2 separate regions of the Callithrix jacchus genome follow, and region 1 is linked to region 2. A link is a contact called in public Hi-C data. All regions are on one chromosome and are shown on one strand. Each heading gives the region's core, a stretch centred on a gene start, on an enhancer-like site or on the middle of the called end of the contact. The rest is flanking DNA. Distances are from core to core; before and after follow the strand shown.

The links. A called contact is a pair of places that touch in the nucleus more often than the background predicts.
Region 1: a contact with region 2 is called in a Hi-C map of skeletal muscle, with 5 times the contacts expected there. The contact joins the promoter of LOC144579927 here to the promoter of CEP63 in region 2. A contact is called at or near these places in 3 of 3 Hi-C or Micro-C datasets (induced pluripotent stem cells and skeletal muscle).

Annotation. Positions count from the first base shown.
Region 1 is chr17:49,867,426-49,873,694 of calJac240_pri, forward strand. It overlaps LOC144579927, which reads right to left and starts at 3,767. Exons shown (of 2, transcript XR_013528631.1): 1 at 3,689-3,767.
Region 2 is chr17:49,698,195-49,704,281 of calJac240_pri, forward strand. CEP63 (centrosomal protein 63) reads right to left here and starts at 4,071. Exons shown (of 13, transcript XM_078354188.1): 1 at 3,768-4,071. The coding sequence starts at 3,944. It overlaps ANAPC13 (anaphase promoting complex subunit 13), which reads left to right and starts at 3,807. Exons shown (of 3, transcript XM_054247149.2): 1 at 3,807-4,821.

The DNA.
Region 1 (6,269 bases), core at 2,517-5,016, 170 kb after region 2:
CAGGAAACACTGCAATGATTATTCTTGTGCCTAAATCTTTGTACACATCCCCTGAAGGAAAAGGGAATACGTATCAAGAGAGGAGGAGGAAAGGCAGAGGCGTCAATGGAAGGGCAGCACAGGACCAGATGTCCGCAGCATGGAGTTTAGAGGAGGCAGCAGCCTGAGTCGTGTGTGTGTGGGCATGAAGCAGGGCTCTGGTGGGCTGGAGTTGTCCTCTCAGTTTATGCACTGCCCAGGCCCACCTGGAACCCCCTTTGCAAGCCCCCAAATGGAGCCATCACTACTGCAGTGTGGCTCCAGCCCAGAGAGCTGGAACCACAACACTGCTACGTCCCAGCTGTGTGACTAGCACATGCTCACACAGAGACACACACACCCAGCCCCGAGAGCCTCCTGTGCACAGGCTGACTCAGGAACTCACTTGGAGACTGGGCTGCAGGCCGGCTGGCTGGCTTACTTCTCCGGGGGGCGCCAAGACTCTGTGCCCCCAGTGTAGAGCTGCCTCTCCATAGCAATAGCAACAGTGGATTTTCTCAACCCTAACCAACGTGTGGAATTTTAAAATAACAAAGCCAGAATCCAAGAGAGGAAATTCTAAGAACATGAAATAAGTCAAAAAAGCAGAGGTGGGTGTTTATTTTCCATCAGCTGCTTGGTCCTCTGCCTCACTCCCTGACCCCAAAGGCTGGGGGAGGGGTCCGGATTCAGATGTCAGCACCACACAGCTAAAGGAAACCCATCTTCCTGTGTTTGCTGAGGAACAATGCTGGAGAGGCCATTCCAAGGCCTGCACTTTTCCTCTGCACACAAGAATTTAGGTCCCAGTGCATTCCCGGGAAGGGGGTGCTAACAAAGAACTTCTGGATATAAACATTCCTGTTCCATCACTCAGTGACATTTGGGGCACACAGAGACTATGATCCCCTGTGGCCTCGTGTGCTCAGATCCATATTGAGCCAAGCCAGGTGAGGATTTAGTAGGTGGCTTAGAGTCCTGGTCCCACCTTGCAGCTAATCAGTGGAAGGGTCTGGTCTCCTCTACCTCCCCAGTGACAACCTCCCAGCTCTGCTTTCTGTCCCTGCCCTCCGAGCTCCCATCAGTCCTTTCCTGGATACTGCCCAAGTTCAGCCTTCCTGACCCTGACCCTCCTTGCTTCATTCATCCTGTTCTCAGCCCGTGGGCCAATCTCCCACGCTGCACCTGCAAGCAAGGCCCTTCTCTGCTCCAATTCCTCCTTGCCCACAGCACCGGACGCCCTGGATGTATTCCAGGACCTTTATGATGGCCTCTACCACGCCAGTCTCATGTGCTATGTGCTACCACCCCCAAACCAGGGAGGGACAAAAATCAGGAAGTTCCATGACTAGACCCGCATGGTCTTCCCCTTGACCAGGCCCCTCCCCAGGGAAGAGCTGGACAGCTGCCTTTTCGGAACCAGAAACCAGTACCACGAAGGGGAAGAGGAATCGGTCGATCGGGAAGGTGAGGAGAGACCAGCCAATGTATACAGAGCCAATGTATACACCTACTAGGTGCTAGGCCCCCTGCCAGATGCTTTATGGGGATTATCTGTCAGTCCCCACAATACTCCCACAGCAGTGTGCTGAGCCCTGATTCTCTTCTCACTCCTCATGGGCCACTGCTGTGCCTCTTGCAGAAGAGGGGCGCCACAGACCAACTGACATCATGGGTGGACTGAGGTGGACACCCTGACCCTTACTGTGACTCAGCTGGGCCTTTGGCAGGCATGGGGAGAGGCCTGGAGCAGACTTAACTCTCTGTTTGGGGGCCAGTCAGACCATAGGCTCTTCCTCCACAAGGTTCCCTCTGTCTAAAATACTCTTCCCCCATCTTTTGGGCTGACTCCTACAGGTCTTCCAAGTTACTTCGCAGCTTCTCCGGGGAAGACCTCCTGTATCTCCACCTCCAATCTGGGTTATTCCTTGGTGTCCCCCCACATCCTGGGCTCCCGCAGCTCTCCCTGGGTGTTTCAGAGACCGTCTTAAGGATCAGAATGTCATCCCTTCAAGGACAGAGGATGACTTCACCTCTATGTCCCCAAAATTAATCTCAGGGACTGGCATGGAGCAGACAGTCGGTAAATGAATGAGTCAAATGCTGTTAGTTATTCAGTCACTCTCTGGGCGGTCAGAAAGCGCCTAATCCCAAACTATATTGTCCGCTTTTCCTCTCCGCGTCTCTCCCCAGGTCTTGCCATTCACAATATGGCCCCTAAATTGGCACATTTTGAAATCTGAACCCTGTGTCCCTTGAGGCTGATGATGGGGAGGGGCAGGTCCTCTATTTCCCCTTTCAGCTACTGGCCAGGCTTTCTCAGCGCATGAGCGCACCCCTGCGGCCTTCCCTCCCGCTGCACCCCTGTCCGGTGCCTCCTGCGAGTCCTCCCTCGGGGCCCTGTCCTCCACCCGGACGGACAGTCGTGCCAGGAGCTCGGAGGGGTGGCTCAGAGGGGGCCAGCGTTCTCCAAGGGGAGGAGAACCAAGTTTTGCACTCACAGAGCGCAGTGAACACCCTGTTCACATTCCTGTGCCGGCCGGAATGCCGGCCTGGGACCAGCCAAAGGCCGCATTCCTCACGCCGCGGCCAGAGCACAGTCCCGGATTCCGCCCCGCCCCGCCCCTCCCCTCCCCTCCCGGGCGCTCCCCGCCGCCGACCGCCCCTCCCGGGCCCGGAGCCCGAACCCGAGCTAGTGCGGGCGCCCCCTGGCGGCTGCCCCACTCCGTGCCCAGCGCGCCTTTTGGGTCTGGGAGTCCCCTCTCCCTCTTCACCGGGAAGCGTTCGGCCTCCCCACACTGCTGCCTCCATTGCTGCAGCCCCACTCCTCCGTCGTTTTCAGTTTTGTTATTTGCTCCCAGTGAAAACAGGTAAAAAGCTTTCACGGCCCCTCAGCCTTGGTGACAAAACACCTCGCCCCCGGGCTGCTTCCTCTCCCGGCTTCCCCGTCCCCCCGGGCGCGGCCTTGGCCCTCTCTAGCGCCCGCACCTCTCCGCGCTCCCGCCGCGGCTCCCGGCTCCCGGGGTCGGCTCCCGCGCAGGCATCTCAGGCCTCGGCCCCGCTGCAGCCTTGGCCCTGCCCGCCCGCGCGGCGGCCCTGCGGAGGGCTCAGCGAAGGAAACGCAGCCCGCCCCTGTCCCTGCAGCTCTGGGTTGGAAACTGAGTGAAAATGGGCCAAAGTAGGTCTGTAGGAGTGTCCACCCGCCCCGCCGGGTAAAGCGCCGCTGCCCCGTAGGGAGGATCACGCTCCTGGGGAGAGTCGAGGCCCCAAGAAAGTCTACAACCGCTGGGCTGGGGGTTTCCACGACGGTATAGAAACCACTCGGATCGCACACACCAGCACACGCACAGCTGCGCCGACGTGGAAACACCACGGGATCAGGTGAGCAAATGGGCTTTTCCCTAGAGCCAGACCACAGGCCTGCGGAAGTCCTCGTCGTCCCGCAGCGACTCGAGGCGCCAGTGTGTGCTGTCCGCTTGCCCCCGCAGGGGGCCTTGCCCAGACTCCCGGCCAGTGTGTGCCGCCCTGGGCCGGCACAGCATGGGCTTTCACCCATTCCCCAGCTTGCTGACGAGGAGCTTTCTCAGTGGGAAAGGTGCCACATGGCCTAACAGTATTTGCGTGGGGAAATTTGCATGTGTATCAGCCCACAGAACTGTGGAGGACTCACCCTGTAGATGAAGTGACACCTGGGAACCCAGCAATGCAGAAAGGCATGCCTGGAACTTGCATTGCTCACCATCCTGAGCGTGGTTTGTGCTGCCAGGAAAGGCGGGAAAGCAGAACCCAGGCTCTCATTGGCAGACACCTGGCCTGGAGGAAGGGTGGGAAGTCAGGAGCGCTGCCTGCCAGGCTGAGCCTGATGGCTGACTTGCCTTGCTTGGTTGGTTTCGTAGCCTCTGAAAGCCGGAAAATAAAGTGGCCCCCTTCCTACCTGGCAGGGGTGTTGCCTGCAATATCTGGAGGTGAGCCCAGAGCGACCAGGTGGCAAGTGGCCATGCAGCCCTGATTTGAGGTTGCAGCCCTGGCTCAGGGTCTGCCTCTTCCCTGTAACACAGAAGATGGACATTCTAGACATTTTACAATACCCTGGCAGTTCATCAAATGGCAGTGCCACAGCTCTGTCTCAGTGGGGTGTGAGGGTACTCGAGGTGATGATGACTAAGTCAGACACAAGAGAAGCCCCCGTGAGGAGCCTATTCATTTTACAGACACTTATGGAACCCAGCCCCTACCTCCAAGAGACTCACTGTCCCCTGGGGGAAGCAGATGCCTGGCCATTTCAGTGCAGAGTGATAACTGACAAGGCAGAAGCAGCCCCAGTGTGCAATCCGAGGACCACAAGGGTTGCTGGACCCGCCCAGGGCAGAGCAGGACAGGGTGGGCCTTCTGGAAGGAGCTGTGGTCCAGGGCAGCAGAGGCAGGGAGGAGGCTCTGCCAGGAGAAGGAACTTTCTGGCCTCTACTCTAGAGTCCTGTGTGTGTGTCTGTGGGACAGAGTCTTCCTCTAACACCCAGCTAGAGTACAGTGGTGCTATCCTGGCTCACTGCAGCCTCATATGCCCAGGCTCAAGCCATCTTCCTGCTTCAGCCTCCTAATAACTGGGACTATAGGCGCGAGCTACTTACTGCACCCAGCCTAGAGTCCTTTGTAGGATTCTGCAGGCAACATGCCATTGTGCTGATATTCTGCTAAAGAACCTCCAGGGATTTGGCCAGTCATGTGGTTAGACTGGCATTTAAGCCTTGCATTCTAAGGTTCCTTTCTGAAGATGAGTGGGATTGTGATTTCCCACTGGGCCTAGGTAGGGATCTGGTTTGGGGGATGAAATGGCCTCAGAAATTCAGCCCCTTCTCTTGGAGTTACTTCAATTCAGGGCCCTCCTCACTGAAGTGTCATATCATTCCCCACACTCGCGTGTGTCCAGTGTGTGCAGCGGAACTGGGCTGGGAGGGCTGGGTTCCAAGGGAGGACCGGCCCCCATCTCCCGTTACCTTTCCTGCATACTCACATGAATGGCTGACCTCTTCGGAGCCTCACTTCATCCTTGTGCTGAAAATGAATAAACGACCCCCAGGCCTTCCCAATTCCATAGTAAGAGAAATAAACTCAAATAATAAACTCTTTGAAAGACTTTAAAAATGTCATTTTACAGAATAATGTTTCTCAAAGTCCCTAGTTTGGGATGTAGGGGAGGGGCTTGTTGAAAATCCCTTTTCCTGGACGAGCTCATAGAATCTGAGCTGGGAGGCCATAAGCAAAGCCCAGGACTCTACATGCTTAAATCATCCTAAGGAATACTGATGCTTTGACAAGAACTTACACAGACAACCTTATGTTTGTTCTCAGGAAGTCCTCTTAGAAAGTTCATTTAACTATCTCAAATCTGTAATCTCAGCACTTTGAGAGGCTGAGGTGGGCAGATCGCTTTAGCCAAAGAGTTCAAGAATAGCCTGGGCAACATAGTGAGACCTCATCTCTACAAAAAAATTTAAAAAATTAAAAATCAGCCAGGCATAGTGGCACGTGCCAGCTACTTGGGAAGCTGAGGTGGGAAGATCCCTTGAGCCAGGGAGGTCAAGGCTGCAGTGAGCCGTGATCGTATCACTGCACTCACAGAGTGAAACCCTGTCTCAGAGAAAGAAAATAAATAAGAATCATCTTTCTGTCAAGATTCAGACAAATACCATGAGAAAAATCTACCCCTGAAAGGAAGAACTTAAGAAAAGGAATCCAGAAGGAGGCTCCTCCATTGTGCAAGATGGGAAAATGCACACAAAGTCCACACTCGAGGGAGTGCCACAGAGCACCACGCAATGGAAGGCTCCAACCTGCTTCCTCCTCCCTTTTCTCTTCCTCCCCTCCTTTCTGTTACAGGAATTGGAGACTCATAAAGTAGACCAAAAACAAAAACCACCTGACTTTAAATGCCTCAGTTGGAATTGAAACCAAAATCCCCAAGGGTCATAGTTCCAATACCTAGCCCTTGAGCAACGTCAGCAACAGTCTTCACATACCCAGCAGCTCAGCCCCTTGGCTCCAAACAAAGAATGGTAAAGATGGGTCGGGGTGTGGTGGCTCACCTCTGTAATCCCAGTGCTTTGGGAGGCCAAGGTGGGTGGATCACGAGGTCAAGAGATGGAGGCCATCCTGTCCAACATGGTGAAACCCCATCTCTACTAAAAAAAATACAAAAAATAGCTGGGCTTGGTGGCAAGCTCCTGTAGTCCCAGCTACTCAGGAGGCTGAGG
Region 2 (6,087 bases), core at 2,821-5,320:
TGATAATAATAAAATGGGCTGCTAACTCAAGACAGATATATGACATGGGATGAAGAAAAAAACTAATTCTACTAATGGCACTAGGTACCAAGATTTTCAGCAAAAAAAGATACAAACATAAATATGTGGGAAAAACTGTAAAATTAAGTTTAAATTTTGGAAAATTAAATGTTAAATGTTGGAAACAATGCGAACTCTGCATATTTGCTTTTTAACATATGATATTTTCTAACTCTGGCCACTATAAATCCTAGAACCAATGACTAACCTAGTAGCAACAACACCTCTCACATCTAGACTGTGGTCTCCAAATACTATCTCAGACTCAAAAGAACCAGGACTCTTTGAAGACCAGAAATCTGTAAATGAGCAAGGAAAATTATATACCAGAAAGCAAGAAAATTACCTATTCTATTTGATATGATTGGTCATATCAAATAGAATAGGAGCCAACTTTAAGGCACTCCCACTGGCCAAAGATGAAACAATTTAAGTATTAACAACACAATTGCCATATGTTGAAACAGTTAAACTATATTACAAAGTCTATAAGTGCATGATGATAGGTTTACAAAAAGGCAAAAACCCTCTTGGTTACCTTTGGAGGTTGCTAGGCCACCAACTCATTACTGTAGTCTGAAAATAGAGGGAAAGAATAAGCATTTTTCTTGCCTTTCCTGTACAAATTGTATTTTAATGTGGTCAAACAGCTGATAAGACAAAGTTCATCATAAAAGATTCTCAGCTGATAAATATTGAAGAAATAATAGAATTAGATAATCACTACTTTGCAACCCCTAATGCAATAACTGATACAGGCAATATAACCCCACAAAAGGACTTCACCATGAAGTGAGAGTCTTGGGGAATTTCACTGTGGGTGGATGGAGCTAACTACACCTAAACCCAACATAATGTTTAATGTTAACATCATAAAAGGAGAAACAACTCAGACACTGCTTACCTGATCATTAATGAAATAGGAAGTATATTGCATCACCTGTGAAATTTTCTGCCCACTTCCCCAACTATCCCAAAAACAAAACAAAACAAGGGTGAAATTTGATCAGGCTTCTAGATCAGTGCTGTTCAACAGAACTTTCTGCAATTATGAAAATATTTTATAACTGCACTGTTCAAAGAGTAGTCACTAGGCAATTTGTGGCTATTGAGCCCTTAAAATGTGGCTAATGCAAGTTAGGAACTGAATTTTTAATTTTATTTCACTTAATTAAACTAGCCACAGCTGGCTAGTGGCTAAAATACTGGACAGTGCAATTCTACATCTAACTACTGGTTTAGAGCAGTGGTCCTCAACCTTTTTGGCACCAGGGGCCTGTTTCATGAAGAATTTTTCCACCGACAGGGTGAAAATAACATATTTTGTCTTTTTTTTTTTTGTGAAAATTCATATGAAATGTTGTTTGGGGGAAATGGCCAAACCACTTCTTGACTAATATGAATAATACACATGGACATGGTTAGGGACATGGTTTCAGGATGAAACTGTTCCACCTCAGAGCATTAGGCATTAGTTAGTGATTCTTTTTTTTTTTTTTTGGAGACAGAGTTTCGCTCTTGTTACCCAGGCTGGAGTACAATGGCGCGATCTCGGCTCACCACAACCTCCGCCTCCTGGGTTCAGGCAATTCTCCTGCCTCAGCCTCCTGAGTAGCTGGGATTACAGGCACGCACCACCATGCCCAGCTAATTTTTTTGTGTGTGTTTTTAGTAGAGACGGGGTTTCACCATGTTGACCAGGATGGTCTCGATGATCTCTTGACCTCGTGATCCACCCGCCTCAGCCTCCCAATAGTTAGTGATTCTTATAAGGAGCGTGCAACCTAGATTCCTCGCCTGCGTAATTCACAATAGGGGTGTGCTTCTAGGAGAATCTAACCTCATGGCTGATCTGACAGGAGGCAGGGCTCAGGTGGTAGGTGATGCTCACTCTCCTGCCACTCACCTCCTGCTCTATAGCCAGGTTCTTAACAGGCCACGGACCGTAGTGCTCTGCGGCCCCGGGGTCGGGAAACCCTGGTTTAGAGGACATAAAGGCAACACAGATACGTGTTAAAAGATACTGTGCAATGCAATCTGCTAAATTTAGAACTGCAAGGAAAAATAAGGGCCAGTCCTATAGCTATAGCTATGTGGGAACTGTTATTGATTAAAAAATGTCAAATGTGTATCACCCAAAGGTAACAGGCAGACGTGGGATTTTGGTTCAAACAAGCTAACTGTAAGAAGACATTTAGGAGAGAGTTGAAGAATTCGGAATCTAACTAGATATTGACATTAGGGAATTTTTATTAATTTGTATACGTTTAATGACAGTATTGTGGCTTTGTAAAACTGAAAAAAACCTAGCTGGGGGGGGGCTAAAATAACATAGAGATCAGAGATTCAGTTCCTGAAACCTTATGTCAATGTTGGCTTTAGCTGAATTTCAAGTCAAGTAGACATTTTTTGAAAGCAGGAAGCTATGACAGAGTCGACTACTGATGCTGTCACCATCTGCCAGCACAACATAAATGAGAACAGAAAAAACTAAGAAAAGGTCTTTCACCTTTTAACGAGAGGAAATGGCATCAGTACAATCAACATTAATTTTTACAGCTTTTAGATTTGAATCTACATATATTTTAAAAGGCAGTGCGCTTGTTTATAAATCTCTACCTCATTTTAATTTCAGAGCCTTTTTTTACTACCTGATCACTGATAACTACAGTCAAAAGGCAAGATCGATCTACAAATCATACTGCATTCCAAATAATATACACACTTTAGTATATCATTAAGCTACAACTAACAGAAATCTAATTAATGATCCTTATGATTTCTTCTTGTCTAATAAAAGCTAACACATGAGGAACCGTATAAATACGCGTTCCTACCCTACAATACTGCTTCTTCAAAGGAAAAAATTCTTTTAATCAGTTTAATCGGACATAAGGCTCAGGGAAAACTATTTTATGCATATTAGTGTACGGTGCTGAAAGTATAAAAGATGACTAGTATCTGACATCGCACTCATCTTCCTGATGTCGTAAGGGACATAAGAAAAACCACATTATAAGCCTAGATGTACTGTCTTCAAGTGAATGAGCAGGTCCCCTGTGAGATGAATGAAGTAGTCCCAACAGCGTTAGCTACACAGCAGCCCCGGCAGGGAGGCGGCGCTGGGGTACCTGCGCTGAAAGGGATGGTGGGTCCGCCGGGCAAAGTGAGTCCTGGCCGCAGCACGCCGGCCCCCCTGGCCACCCTCCGAGGTGACCCCCACCGCCCGGTCTCCGCGGAAGGGCTGACCACCTGGCAGAGCCGAACCCGCGCGCCGGACGGCGCCATGCCCGACAGCGCCAAGCCCGACTCCGCTGGTCTGCGTGGCGCAGCAGGTAAGGTCGAGGGGCGGGTCTCGGAGGCTGACCCGAGCCGGCTGGGACGCGCCTGGTGACTCGCAGGCTGTGGCGGGAACCAGCCGCAAGCTATGAGGCCACGAAGCCAGGGTCACCACGGCAGCATGGGCCGCCTCCAGACCAGGGCACGCCCGCCCCTTGCCCGTCCGACGTGCGCACAAGCGGTTACAAAGCTGCGACAAGCGCGCCCCCGAACTTTTCCCGCCGTTACCTCAGGCCGGCGCAGCGCACGCGCGCCACCGCCGAGCATACTACCAGCCTCTGTCGGCGCGTTCGTCCCGCCCACTGCCCCCACACTTTTAATTGAAACTCTCCTTCAGACTTCCCCGGCCCGCAAGCAAATGGACTCACCCACATCCGGGAATCCGAGGGAAGAGCGTGGGGACTAGTGATGCTGAGGGCGTGGCCGGAGGAAGCGCCAGCTGCTGTGTGCTGGATGCTGGTAAGGGTTTCCAGCGACCCTGGTCTAGGTCTTGGGGGCGCAGAAATGCGTTCGTTTCTCAGTGTCGGACTTTCCCGTATTCCCATCGGCTGAGGTCGTCACTTTAAACTCATAACTATTTCCCTTACTGCACGTTGTGTCGGGAGGAAAGGGAATTGGGTGGCGCCTCCAGACTTCCCCATCCGCGCTTCCACGTTTGGCACCTCCTGCCTTAGGCCGGAAGCCGCAGCTGACGGGCGGCTTCACGTACGGCGCTGACGGTGGTGGCCTGCGAGGCTCATTTCTAGCGAGGAACAAGGCTTTCCAGCCTTGACTTCAATAAATACATGTTTACGAAGCTATATATATATAATACATAGAGATTGTTAAGACATTCTTCTGTCCTGGGAAACGCTGGCACCGCGTGTCTGGAAAGAAATACATCTGGGCTGTGTGACAAACTCCCCAGTTGGTGCCCTGCTGTGTGCTCAGGGAACTGTGCGATCCTTGGAGGGGTAGGTACTAGGACCGCGCTCAGCCTGGGGTTTGGAGGCGGCCTCCTACAGGAAGCTCCCTGGGACCTAAGATTTTTAGAGGTTCACTGGAATAAAAAGGAAGAGAAAAAAAGAACATTGCAAGCATTGGGACTGTAACGTAAGAAAAGTTTGTTCAGGAAACAGTGGTCGTGCTGTGTGACGAGTACTTGGGACGGTGACTGTGCCCTGGGCATTGATTGTCTTGATGCTTCCGATCCTTCCGGTCCCTTATGAGTGAAGGCACCTTTGCATCTAACCCTGGAAATGGGATGTTGATCTTCAAGAGCTGACGCCTGCTTTAATCTTGAAAGGAAGAGTAGCATTAGTGATGTGGAAAAGGGGATTTTAATTGCCAAGGCTGGAAAATGTGACATGGTTGGAGGTGTTTGGTGAAGGGACAGGTGACAAAGATTGAGGCCAAACTGTGGAAAGATCTAAGAAATCATGGGTAAAAAATGTACCCTTAACAGTTGGAGACAATAATACCTGAGCAGTTATCACAAAGCTGACCTAGCTTGTTTAGTAGATTAAGTTAGGACAAGAAACAGGAGTTCAAGGATAGAAGGCCTATGAAGCTCAAGTGATTTGAGAAAATTGTATTAAAAGGTGGAAAATCTGTGTGGGCCTGGGGAAATGTTTGGATCAGCTGAGGAAAGTGAGAAGGGTATCCCAGGGGACAGAGCAGCAAGGACGAAGGAGTAGCAGCACAAAAGTGGGGAGCTCTTGTAAGACGGGGACTACGAAAGTATAACCAAAACTTCGTCTTGCTTTGAGTTATCCACTGGGTAGTACTGGGTTAATTATTGAGTACTGGATTAATTAAGACCTCACCTGGCTCACCGGTGATAGAAGTAGCAAGACACATTTTGCTTAACTTTTGCCCAGATCCTTATCATGGGGGTAAGAACCCTTGCCCATACCAATCTGTGTATAATTTTTGCCAAGGAGTAGGAATACCTTGCAGTTACCCTATGGGGGACGTCTGTGAGCCATTTTTACAAAAGCTTCCACCTGCTTTGGCCCAAACCTCAGCATTCCTAAGCACAGGAGCTCATGAACATACTGAGATGACACTGAGGTGGAGTATACGAAGGGACCAACTACAGACCAGAGTTGTACAAATCCTCAAGGCAAGGCAATGTCTGAAGTTGAGCTTGTAAAGGAAATGGCTTTATTCCTTAAAAGAGCATCCAGGCCGAGCTCTGAAAAAAGTACCTCCAGGTGGTGGGTTCCACCCTGCTTCCCCAAAATTGCTTCTTCTGTGAATCTCCATAGTCTCAGAAACTGAGAATATCTTTGGTGCCAGTGGCTTCCAGACTTTTTGGATTGTCACTTAGTAGCAGGGAGCACCCATAGGATGATGCCTATGATGAGTCAGGGCCCAACCTTGGAAACAGGGAATCCAAAAGTATCCTCCAAGCTAGCCAGCTTTTTGGATTAGATTATAGCAGTTTTGGAGAAAAATGGGATATCAGCCATGGCCAAGGAGCTAAATAAGCAGCCTGACCATTTGGGCCAGAAATTGAAGGGAGTGTAGCATTAAGAATTAAGAGGAAGGAGCTACCCCATAGGGAAACAGAAACTGGAGAAACTTGAGCAGTGTCAGGTTCTCCCACTGTTGTTCACCTAGAAGTGCTTTGTTCAGATCTCAGCCAGGGTGCTGTTTTAGGGAAGGAAGCAGTTTCCTTTCCAGTGTGTTCATGTGGCTCCTGTG